Linked DNA regions of Ovis aries: region 2 is linked to region 1. The links are chromatin contacts, called in public Hi-C maps. All regions are on one chromosome and are shown on one strand. Each heading gives the region's core, a stretch centred on a gene start, on an enhancer-like site or on the middle of the called end of the contact. The rest is flanking DNA. Distances are from core to core; before and after follow the strand shown.

What was found. Hi-C and Micro-C count contacts between places; a contact is called where the count stands out from the background.
Region 2: a Hi-C map of muscle shows a contact between it and region 1, with 4 times the contacts expected there. The contact joins the enhancer-like site here to the promoter of SLC7A7 in region 1. A contact is called at or near these places in 6 of 16 Hi-C or Micro-C datasets (blood, mesenteric adipose tissue, muscle and 1 more).

The regions. Positions count from the first base shown.
Region 1 is chr7:21,808,376-21,813,842 of ARS-UI_Ramb_v3.0, reverse strand. SLC7A7 (solute carrier family 7 member 7) reads right to left here and starts at 3,798. Exons shown (of 11, transcript XM_060418965.1): 1 at 3,635-3,798; 2 at 2,842-2,912.
Region 2 is chr7:22,041,439-22,046,774 of ARS-UI_Ramb_v3.0, reverse strand. DAD1 (defender against cell death 1) reads right to left here. Exons shown (of 3, transcript XM_004010356.5): 2 at 3,656-3,830. The coding sequence ends at 3,700. Among named protein-coding and RNA genes, the nearest start is that of DAD1, 13 kb to the right of the region's middle. Within about 2 kb of position 1,379, at least 2 of the 54 cell types and tissues checked have an H3K27ac peak or open chromatin away from gene starts, as enhancers often do. A contact at or near this core is called in muscle, where this site is marked.

The DNA.
Region 1 (5,467 bases), core at 2,549-5,048:
TCCAACAGAAGAAGTTTCAGATTCAGGGGTTCAGGGAACACAAGAAGCAGGGTTCAAAGCAGGCAGTGCCAGGCACAGCAGCCAGTGAAGCCCCTTGCCCTGACGCCTCCCGTGAATGGCAAAACCGAAACACACTTCCTCCAGGAACCAGCATACAGTTCTTCAGTCAAGCTCAGGTTGTTAAGGTGAGAAGGTACTTTCTCCCCCAGATACTTTCTCTCTAAGGTGAGAAGGTACTTTCGCCCCCAGGTACTTTCTCTCCTGCCATCCTAGCTCCAGCCGGACTGGGCTGGCTCCCCAAACAATAGAAACAGAAAACAGACACACTCTGCTACAGCTGAATTCCCCCCATCTCCCCAAGCTGGAAGCTCAGCTCCTCCCTCCCCAGTTCTCCATTTGTTTTTCTGTATTTCACTACAATAGTCCCTTAAAAAACAAAAAAAAGTGCAACAAGCAAGAAAGTATTTACTTCAATGACCATGGCTTCCACTAACATAGGGCTGAAGTCTCAGGGCAGAGGGCTGAAGTCTCAGGGCAGAGGGCTGAGACTGGGGAGGGCTGAGGCTAGGAAACAAGCAATTTTCAGGACTCACTCCATTCTCCTCTGGTATGCACCTTCCCTCTTGCCCATTGTCCCTCCCAGCCCATCACTTACCTGTCTGAGACCTTTGGGCAAGTGCAAGGAGGAGCTACCAGCACTCTGGAAGAGGGGCCAGTGCTGGGAAAGGGAACAAGGGGTAAGGCTCAAGCTCCAGTAACTGTTGACTCTGAGGAGCAGAAAAGGCAGAGGGTGACTCCGGGGACCGAAACGGAAAACAGGAAAACACATGTGTGACTCTGGCCGGCAGTGGGGAGGAGCCAGGGAAAGAGTTGAAGCTGGGACTGCCTGTTCAGACCCTGAGGACCGCAACGGCTGCCTGCCTCCAGGCACCTTTTCCACTCAGAGCCTCAGTCCCTCCCCCCACCTGCCTCGGTCCCTGAAGTACCTGGTTGTCCTACATTTACTCAGTTCTTAAGTTCTCCCAGTGACCTAGGGTACTCTCTTGATGCCCTTTGCATGTGTGCATGCTCAGTGGCTTCAGACTCTTTGTGACCCCGTGGACTGTAGTCCACCAGGCTCCTCTGTCTATTGGATTCTCCAAGCAAGAATACTGGAGAGGGTTGCCATGCCCTCCTCCAGAGGATTTTCCCAGTCCAGGAATCAAACCTATGTCTCCTGTGTCTCCTGCACTGCAGGTGGATTCTTTACCACTGAGCCACAAGGGAAGCCCCTTGATTCCCTTTTCCCGTAGCCCCTCATTCCATTCCCTGCTCAACTCCCACTCACATACTATCCGTGCTCCTGTGCAGGGCACAAGATCCACGGTTAGGGCATTAGAACTCTGTGCTCCCATCTCAAAAGCCTCAGCCACTTCAATCCCTATATAAGGCAACAGGTGCCAAGGAAGGCCAGTTGTAGGGGGCACGGCCACATGCGTACCCAAACACTAAGCAAACCTACTCACACCTCAGGTCCCCAACCGGTTCAGGTGATGCGTGGCAACCCAGGTAAGAGCCAGGCAAGTGGACCAGAGCAAGCCCTGGCACCCTGGGCAATCTAATGAGTTGGCACCCCCTCAAACCAAGATTATTTAAATATCTGTTGAATGTTTGCTTAGCAGAAGTGGGGGAATACCGACAGAATAAAAATTGGAAGTCTCATTCTTTCAAGAGTAGAGTTTAAGGCATGAATTCATTACATGCAGTTTTCTGAAGCAGACAGTTTCTTGGTGGGCATATCAAATGATTCTGAATGTAGACAATAGCACAAGTCTCAGGGAGTGGCACTTCACAGCGAGGTGCAGCATTTTCCGAATTCCAGCTGTGATCACTGCCTTTAGGCAACTTGTATTAATACCTGTGCCTGCATGTTGCACAATTAGTCTAGAGACAGGTGGTCTAGGTAAGCAGTCATCAAGGATTCTGTCAGTGGAAGGGAGCCAACTTACAGTGCACCAAAAGACAGAAATCAGAGCTCATTGGCTCCAAAAGTCTGAATTACTCCAGGATAATTTAGTGCCCTTTTAGACCCAGCCTGCTTGCCCAGCTGGCCTGCCCCTTAATCCCACCCTGGACTCAGGTCCAAGTTGTAAATGAGGGAAATCCTAGGAAGACAGTCCTAAGGCTGCCCCTGTTGGCACTGGCCCCTACCTCCACTACCCCTCACTCCAGCCACGCTGACCCCCCTTGCTGTTGCTACACAAGCCCTGACATCTCAAGGCGTCTGCATTTGCTGTTCCCTTGGCCTGGAACATTCTTCCCCATGATATTGCTCCTTCTCTCACTCATTCCATTCAGGTCTGTGCTTAAACACCACTCTCAAGAGACCTTCCCTGAGGAGTCTCAGAAGGGGTAACTTCTTCCTTCAGCCAATCTCCATCCCCTTCACCATGCCTGACTTTTCTTCAAAGGCACTGGCTACCACCTGGGGTTTGTCTGTTATCACTTCCCCCACTAGAACGCAGCCCCACCAGAGCTTCTTCATCCACCGGTACCCCCAGCGCAGGGTCCGTGTGGACAGTCAAAGAAGGGTTTGCTGGAAGAATAACTGGATGAATAATGCCTTTCTTCCTAGACTGGTTTCCAAGTTGAGCTCCGGGAATGTCTTGCACTTGCTCTTCAGGCCCTTCTATGCTGCTGCTGGCCTGGCTCCCAAGCAACTTTGAAAGGTATCTACTCTTTTTGATAGTAATGGGTTGAAGGGAAGGAAAAAGTATAGTTTTCTCAGTTTTACTGGAAGGCCTAGAATGATTTGAAAGGGACTTTCTGTTTCATCAATGGGAAAACAAAAACAAAAAGCACCTCATTAACGCGCCTTCCCGATCGATCGGAAGCTCTGTGCTGCTGTCCCACACCCAGCTCAGGTGGCCGGTCTGGGCGCGGCGAGAACAAGGCGCGACGTCAGCGAAGCGGTGAAAGGGCAGAGGGGACGAAGGCGGAGTGAGGCGAGTGCTCAGGTTCACGCAGATGCAGGTGGGTTCCAGCAGAGTGGAACCGCAAACCCTTCAGCGGGAACTCTTTTCCCAGACCCGCCCCCGCCGCGCCCCGCGCCCCTCCCCCTCCCCCGCCCCGCCCCCGCCGGGCCGGCGCGCCGCGCTCACCTTTGCCCGGGTCTCCCACTCTGCCCCCAGCCTCGCTCGCCGGCCCCGCCCCTTGACGTCGTCCCCGTCGTTGCCCGTTACTTCCCTCTTTCGGCCCACGGTTCCGTGTCTGCAGCCCCAAGGTCTCGCCTTCCCAACCCCGACCCAGCCACCGCCCGTCCCCACAGCCCTCTGGAGAGCTCGGTTAGCACCCGATGCCCAGATCTGGCTGCGGAGGCCGAGGCGGGCTCTGCGCTGGGGCACCAGGGCCTCACCTCACCTGGACCCCTTGGTTCCCTCCACCTGGCCAAGCAGCCCCCGCCCCTCCCCGGGCTGCAGGAGGCGCTAGAAGAGGATGGGGGGGATGGGGAGTGGGGGGTGGGGTGGGAGGGATTGTGGTGGGTGTAGTCGAAGATCGCAAAGGTTGGGAACCGAGAGGCCTCGCAACCCGCTCCCCTGCCCTGTCCTCAGCCAGAGCTGCGCTGCCCTTGGGAAATGAAAATGACCGCGGATACCCTTAGAGGCGTCCTCCGCCCCACGAGCGTTCAGCTTCCTCTTCCCTCCCTCCCAATCCAGCTCGAGCTCTTGGGCCCGAGGAGGGTCTGGGCGAGGGCCCCAAACCCTGGCAACCCTGCCTCCAGCCCCGAGGCGTTCTCGGCTGAAAGTCCGGAGGGACTCTGGACCGCAAAGCCCCGTGGGGGAGGGGAGGGAGACGTTCCCCCTAGGAGCCAGGGGAGGGGGTCTCCCGGAAGGGCGACTCAACTCTCCGCCCCCTCGGGGAAGCTGTTGCGTCAGCTTCGAGATCCCAAATTAAAGCAAGTGGTCTCCACCCGGCTGGAAGGTGTCAGGCCGTAGAGCCGCCGCCAGGAGGCAGCACGTAACCAAAGATGTCCGAGCAGAGGCTGGAGTCCCCACCGCACCTTCCTTGGACCCAATAAAAGAGGGAGTTGCTGGGCTAATTCAAGGAAAGGAACCTAGAAATGTTTCACCACGTATTAAAACTAAAAGATGACTTGTAAATAATACAATTTCCTTTTGTATACCTTATGGACAGTCCAGCTTTGGCATATTTTAAAGCCAAAGATTCGCTGCCGAGATTCATAGCGAACCACCCACCTTCAAGACCTGTCTGATGGAAAAGCACATAGCTTAAGAGACTTCCCAGGGACAAGGTAAGAAAAAAAAAGTGTAGCCCTGAGGTTATAATTTACCCATGTTGAAGCTGGGGCTTCAACACACAATTTAGCCTATACTGAATGAGCAAGGAATTAACAGCCATGGTAAAAGAAAAGGAATATGTTACAATAAATTAAATAAGCAATAAGGAAATAATATGCAAAGCTACGTATTGTGTGAGTGGGTGGTTTATGACTGTCAGTTCCCACAGTTCTTGTATAGAGTGACAGTGATTTAGATCTTTCTTGAGCTGTCCTAAGAAGGAATGTGAAACAAGAAACTTCCTAAATAGTTCGCTCTTCTTCAGTCTTAGAATTTAGTCACCGAATGCTGAAAGGGGAAGAGGTTGCAAAATGAGGTGGAATTAGCCACCCAGAGTCAGCCTTACTTATGTTTTTTCTCCAAAGTCATTATTATTCATCACAACAGTTTAAAAAGAACCAAAATTCTCAGTGCACTTGTACAGAAATTACTGTATACAGACCTGACAGAACGATATTTGAATAAACGAATAAACGTGTTCGATAAAAACATCAGTGGTTAAACAAAATGTTAATGCCAAATACAGGCCATGGTGTGACGCCCTTGAGAGGCAAAGGACTTTAAGGGGAAAGACATGAAGCTCAAATTCCTGATATTTCTCACCATTGTTACCTCCAGCTTTTGTCAGATGAAGTCCAGAGGTTGAAAGACTTTGAGTTAGGGGATGATGAAGCCGCTTTCCTGTGGCTTAGAGCCTGGTTGAAGTCACTGAGGAGTGCTGTCCAAGTGCCAAACCCCTCCCCCACCCCCGCAACAGTGTTCTATAAGGTCCCTGAGAATGCTGATGATGTTAGCTGTCAGCACCTAGAGTTCTCTTTCTCTCTCTCTCAAAATCCTAACACCTATTTCCTGCTATTTACAACCCACAGATTATCCCCCTGCCACATCACTCTAACCACGTCAAAGGCTGAACTTATCTTCCTTCCAAAGACCTTTCCCCTCCCACATTCCCCAGTTTTTCAGATTTAGCTTCCCATCCTGCCCTGAAATCCTCCTGCCCTGGCTCCTCGACTCCCTCAGCTATTAAACTAGTACATGTGTTCACTTTTGCATGTGGAGTTCATACTGTCTACATTTTTTTCTAACATTTATTTATCTCTGGTGATTTCTTTACAATTTGATTTATGTCA
Region 2 (5,336 bases), core at 130-2,629, 240 kb before region 1:
TGAAGGAACTCTTAGTTGCAGCATGTAGGATCTAATTCTCTGACAGGGACCGAACCCAACCCCCTTCATTGGGAGCACGGAATCTTAGCCACTGGACCACCAGGGAAGTTCCCACAACAAGCAATTTTAAGCAAAGTTAGGGCTTCCCTGGTGGCTCAGATGGTAAAGAATCTGTCTGCAGTGCAGGAGACCCAGGTTTCCCTGTGTCGGGAAGATTCCCTGGAGAAGAAAATGGCAACCCACTACGATATCCTTGCCTGAAGAATCCCTATGGACAGAGGAGCCTGGTGGGCTACAGTCCGTGGGGTTGCAAACAGTCAGACCAGACTGAGCAAGTAACACAAGCGAAAAGAGAGATTAAAAACATTTTTTGACATCAGACTGGATTATCAGACTTAAAAGATTTCCAGTAAGGCTCTTTGAATCTCAGTTTCCCATTCATAAATGGCATTAGCAAGTTTATCCTCAAGAGGTCGTTCTGAAAATAAAATAGGACAGAATAAGAAGCACTTAAAACCTGATCCATGTGAGCATTCACTGTCTGCTAACTTCCTTACTTCTCTTTGAAAACATTTCTTTAACTCAGTGCCATTTTCTTCTGATCTGCCTTTTTCAGAGTCGCTGCTGGTTTTAAATGCTACCCCGAAATTCACAAAGAGCCGTACACTATGCTTATAGATGTTTATTCTTTTTATACCCAACTCCCAACATACTTGGCAAATATGGAAAGTATTACATTTTTATTGTACCCTCTGATATAAATATTGAAAAACTTAAAAACCATTTTTTAAAATGTTTTAGGACACCACACATAGAACTGAATTAGAAACACAGAAAAATAGCAGAAAAATGTCTATTTGAAGATTGAGAGCAGGACAGTATACTGTATGTCAATGAAAGACCTCTGGGAAAAAAAAACCCTGATGAGTCCCCCACAGAAGAATTCTCTATGAGTATACCCTCTATAGAATGATTCAACACTGTAATCTGGGATTGGAAGATTATGCTGTACCCTGGACCCATAATTCCAAACTGAACAGGTGGCCCTAGGTCGCTAATATGGGCTACCGTATGCAGTTTCTGCTGAGCCTGCTTTTTTGTCTGTTTTTGTCATAATTTTGAAATACCAAGCTCTCTGCAGCAGAGTCCTCTTCCAATCATGACAGCCCTAAGAGATAATTTTTCACGATTTGGTACCTCCCTGATCCTAGAGAACATCCTTGGACTGTATGCTCTGTCCCCTTGTTAAAGCATACACCACCATGACTCATCTAAAAAGGAGTAAGGCATTTCCTTTTTAGACTAAGGCATTGCTGTGAAGTAAGGCACTGCTTTTAGAGTAAGGCAATCAGAAGACTTATGACCTTTCCAGCAAGTTTGCTATCGGAGCCCGGGGTTGCTCAGGATGTTCACAGGCCAATAAAGGTCAGTGTTGCTGGCTAAGCTTTCCACCTGCACTGAAGAAGCCGTCACTGGTCAGACACCTCGCCTGCGGCCTCTGCTCCCAGGTAGCATGGCAGCCACCCTCTCTCAGCCCCCACAGCACTTTGGTCAGGTCTTTAGCACGGCTCTAACTGCTGTGGGTACGTGGCTTCTCCATTAGACTGTTCACTCCCTGAAGGCAGGGACTATATTTTCCTTTTCTTTGTATTCCCAGTATCAAGGCATTAACTGGCATATGAGAGAACAATTCAAGTCCTGATCAGGTCTCCAAAAAATTCAACTGTATTAGGATAGTAGAAAGAAGTGGTTCTCAACCTCTGTCACTGATATAAACCATCTCTCAACTCAACTGTTGCCAAAAGTGAAACTTCACCTGAACTAACAGAACTGTTTTTGAGACAGTATAAAAAATGGAAAGGCTTTGTGTAATATACTAAGTAACTGACTGACATATGACAGAAATTGAAGTACAGTCAGTCACATTATTACACTTACCTTGCCCATGGCTATTGTAACTCATGTGTTAAGATTTCTGATTAATACAAAAATGACAGCTTTCCAAGTACAACAGAAAAAGGTTGGGCCTCTTCCCCCAGAGGGGGTAACATTTCCTAAAGTTCTCTTTTCTCTACCCCAGTAATAGCAACATTTAATTCCATAGGGGAACGGCAGAGAATAGAGCGCATTTACTCATCAGTAGGCAACGAAGGATATTGGAAGAGCACCACTGGGCTAGGACACTGCTCTGCTACCACTGAGCTGCATGGCCAAGCAAACCCAGTAGACTGTTGTGAAACTCCCTTTCCTCATACATAAAATAAGTATTAATACAGAGTCAAGTGCTTCTCAGAGCTTTAGGATTCTGCTTAGGAGGGAAGGATGGAGGGGAGAGCATACTACACACGAGGGGAGCCCAAGCAAAGAGGGCTTTTCAACTCTGTCAATGAAAACAACCCTGGCTCCTCTGCCATTTTAATATATTGAGATTCTATTTTGGGGGCTCCAAAATCACTGCAGATGGTGATTCCAGCCATGAAATTAAAAGGCGCTTGCTCCTTGGAAGAAAAGTTATGACCAACCTAGGCAGCATATTAAAAAGTAGAGACATTACGTTGTCAACAAAGGTCCATCTAGTCAAGGCTATGGTTTTCCAGTTGTCATGTATGGATATGAGAGTTGGACTATAAAGAAAGCTGAGATCCGAAGAATTGATGCTTTTGAACTATGGTGCTGGAGAAGACTCTTGAGAGTCCCTTGGACTACAAGGAGATCCAAACAGTCCATCCTAAAGGAGATCAGTCCTGGGTGCTCATTGGAAGGACTGATGCTGTAGCTGAAACTCCAATACTTTGGCCACCTGATGCGAAGAGCTGACTCATTTGAAAAGACCCTGATGCTGGGAAAGATTGAGGACAGGAGGAGAAGGGGATGACAGAGGATGAGATGGCTGGATGGCATCACCGACTCAATGGACATGGGTTTGGGTGGACTCCGGGAGTCGGTGATGGACAGGGAGGCCTGGCGTGCTGCGATTCATGGGGTCGCAAAGAGTCGGACACGACTGAGGAACTGAACTGATGAGATACTTAGAAAATAAAAGAGCTCTACTGCTTAAAAAAAAAAAAAGGAAAACTGACAAGTGAACCAAATAGCATCTCATTATTTTATGGTGTTCTCCCAAGCTAATCCAATTTTCCCATTAATTTTTAATTTAGCACATGTATTAGCAAGAAGCTGTCATCATGAAGCTATCATTCATTTAGTATATACTACACGTGTATCAGGTGTAAGCACTATACTAGGTACTATGGGAACAATGGCTCAGCATTTGAAGTCATCTGGGATCAATATCAGAAAAAAAATTATAGAGCAAAACTAAAACCAAAATCTACAATTTATGTCTCTTCCAAGATCTCAGAGTTATTTTCATGGGGTTATTGGTACAGAAATTAATGTATTAGCTACAAGCAAACTCCCATTTTCTGCTATCTTAATGATTTCCAGAACTGTGAGAAGAGAAGGCAATGACCAAGATCAGCAGCACTGATGAATCATGATGATATTAACACAAACTTTGCAGACCGATATGGAAAATTCTGCAAAGCTCTCATCAGCACTATGGGAACTCTGCCAACCATGATCAAAACCAGCCCCCTCCAATCTCTATTCCTAAAATCAACATCATGTGATAAGCGCTAAGATCATCACTTACATTCTTCTAGTCTCCTCCTCCTCAGTTAAGTAAACAGGAATGATTCAGCCAACAAAGTTCATGACGACAAGGTGAAGGATGGTGCTGGCAAAGAGAAAATCAGCAAAGGCTCGCTCTGGGGAGATGCCTTGGAAATCTGCCTTGTTTTGTGGGTTGATCTGTATTCTCAGACAAACTGTATAAGAACAAAAACAAAAATGATTATCAAGTATGTAACATGTATGACTAATGCACATACTCAGACCCTCTGACCCAATAATTCTATTCCAACAGAAGTAATTAAGTCCATCAAAAGACATGTACAGGAATGATACCGATGGTGGCCCCCAAATGGGTGCAATCTAATATCAATGGTAAAACAGGGGGTATTCTCCAGCAGTCCAGTGGTTAGGACTCAGCACTTTCACTGACAGGGACCCAGATTCCATCCCTGGTTAGAGAACTAAGATCGCACAATTTGAGCAACCAAACAAAAAAAAATCCACAAACAAAACAGTAAAATGGGGAAATTATGGCATATGCATACAACAGATACCATAAAGCAATGAAAGAACTTCACAGCTTGGATCCCACAAACATCGTGATGAGCAATACAATCCAGACGCCAAAAAGTACATTCTTCTACAAAGCTTCCACAAAGCTTTAAACCGGCCAAAAACAATCTACAGTAATACAAGCCAGGATACAAGTCAGTAATACAAGTCAGGAGAGATGACTTGGAAGGCATGCGGAGAGACCTTTAGGGTGCTGATAATGTTCTATATTTTGATGTGGTAGTGATTAAAAGGGTAAATTTTTTAAAGTTCATCAAGTTGTACACTTAAATTTTCTGCTGTTATTTGTTAAAGGGAACAATATGACTTCTCAGAGTTAAACTAAAAATCAAAGGCTTACTTAGAAAAAACATATATACAACCAGAAAATCTTGAGAACTCTCTTATCTCCTGACTTAAGTTTATAAACTTTTTAAGACTGAGATGTAGTTGAGGTAGTAACAAAGGAGGCAGGCTGAGACCAAGTTATAAAATTGTGAATTATTTCCAACAGAACACGTATATTAGACAGCAGAGATGTGTATCCACGAGGACCTCATAGTTGTAATTTTTGATCTCCCAGTTCTAGCAGCTGCTGGTTTCAAAAAAAGCAAGAGATCTAAGTTACATAGCTCTGACAGAGAACTCTCCATTGCCATCTTCTGTACCCTTGAAGATTCCAACCTAATACTGTAGCCATAGTGACCATCTGACATGAAAAGAAAGTTCTAGGGATGCACTTTTCCAAAATACCTGTGACAAATGATTACAGAACTTAAATTTACTTCAGACTTAAATTTACTTCAGACTAGCGTCTGTTCCCATCACTTCATGGCAAATAGATGCGGAAACAGTGACAGACTTATTTTTCTGGGCTCCAAAATCACTGCAGATGGTGACTGCAGCCATGAAATTAAAAGGCGCTTGCTCCTTGGAAGAAAAGCTACGAGCAACCTAGATAGCATATTAAAAAGCAGAGACATTACTTTGTCAACAAAGGTACATCTACCCAAGGCTATGGTTTTTCCAGTTGTCATGTATGGATATGAGAGTTGGACTATAAAGAAAGCTGAGCTCCGAAGAATTGATGCTTTTAAACTGTGATGTTGGAGAAGACTCTTGAGAGTCCCTTGGACTGCAAGGAGATC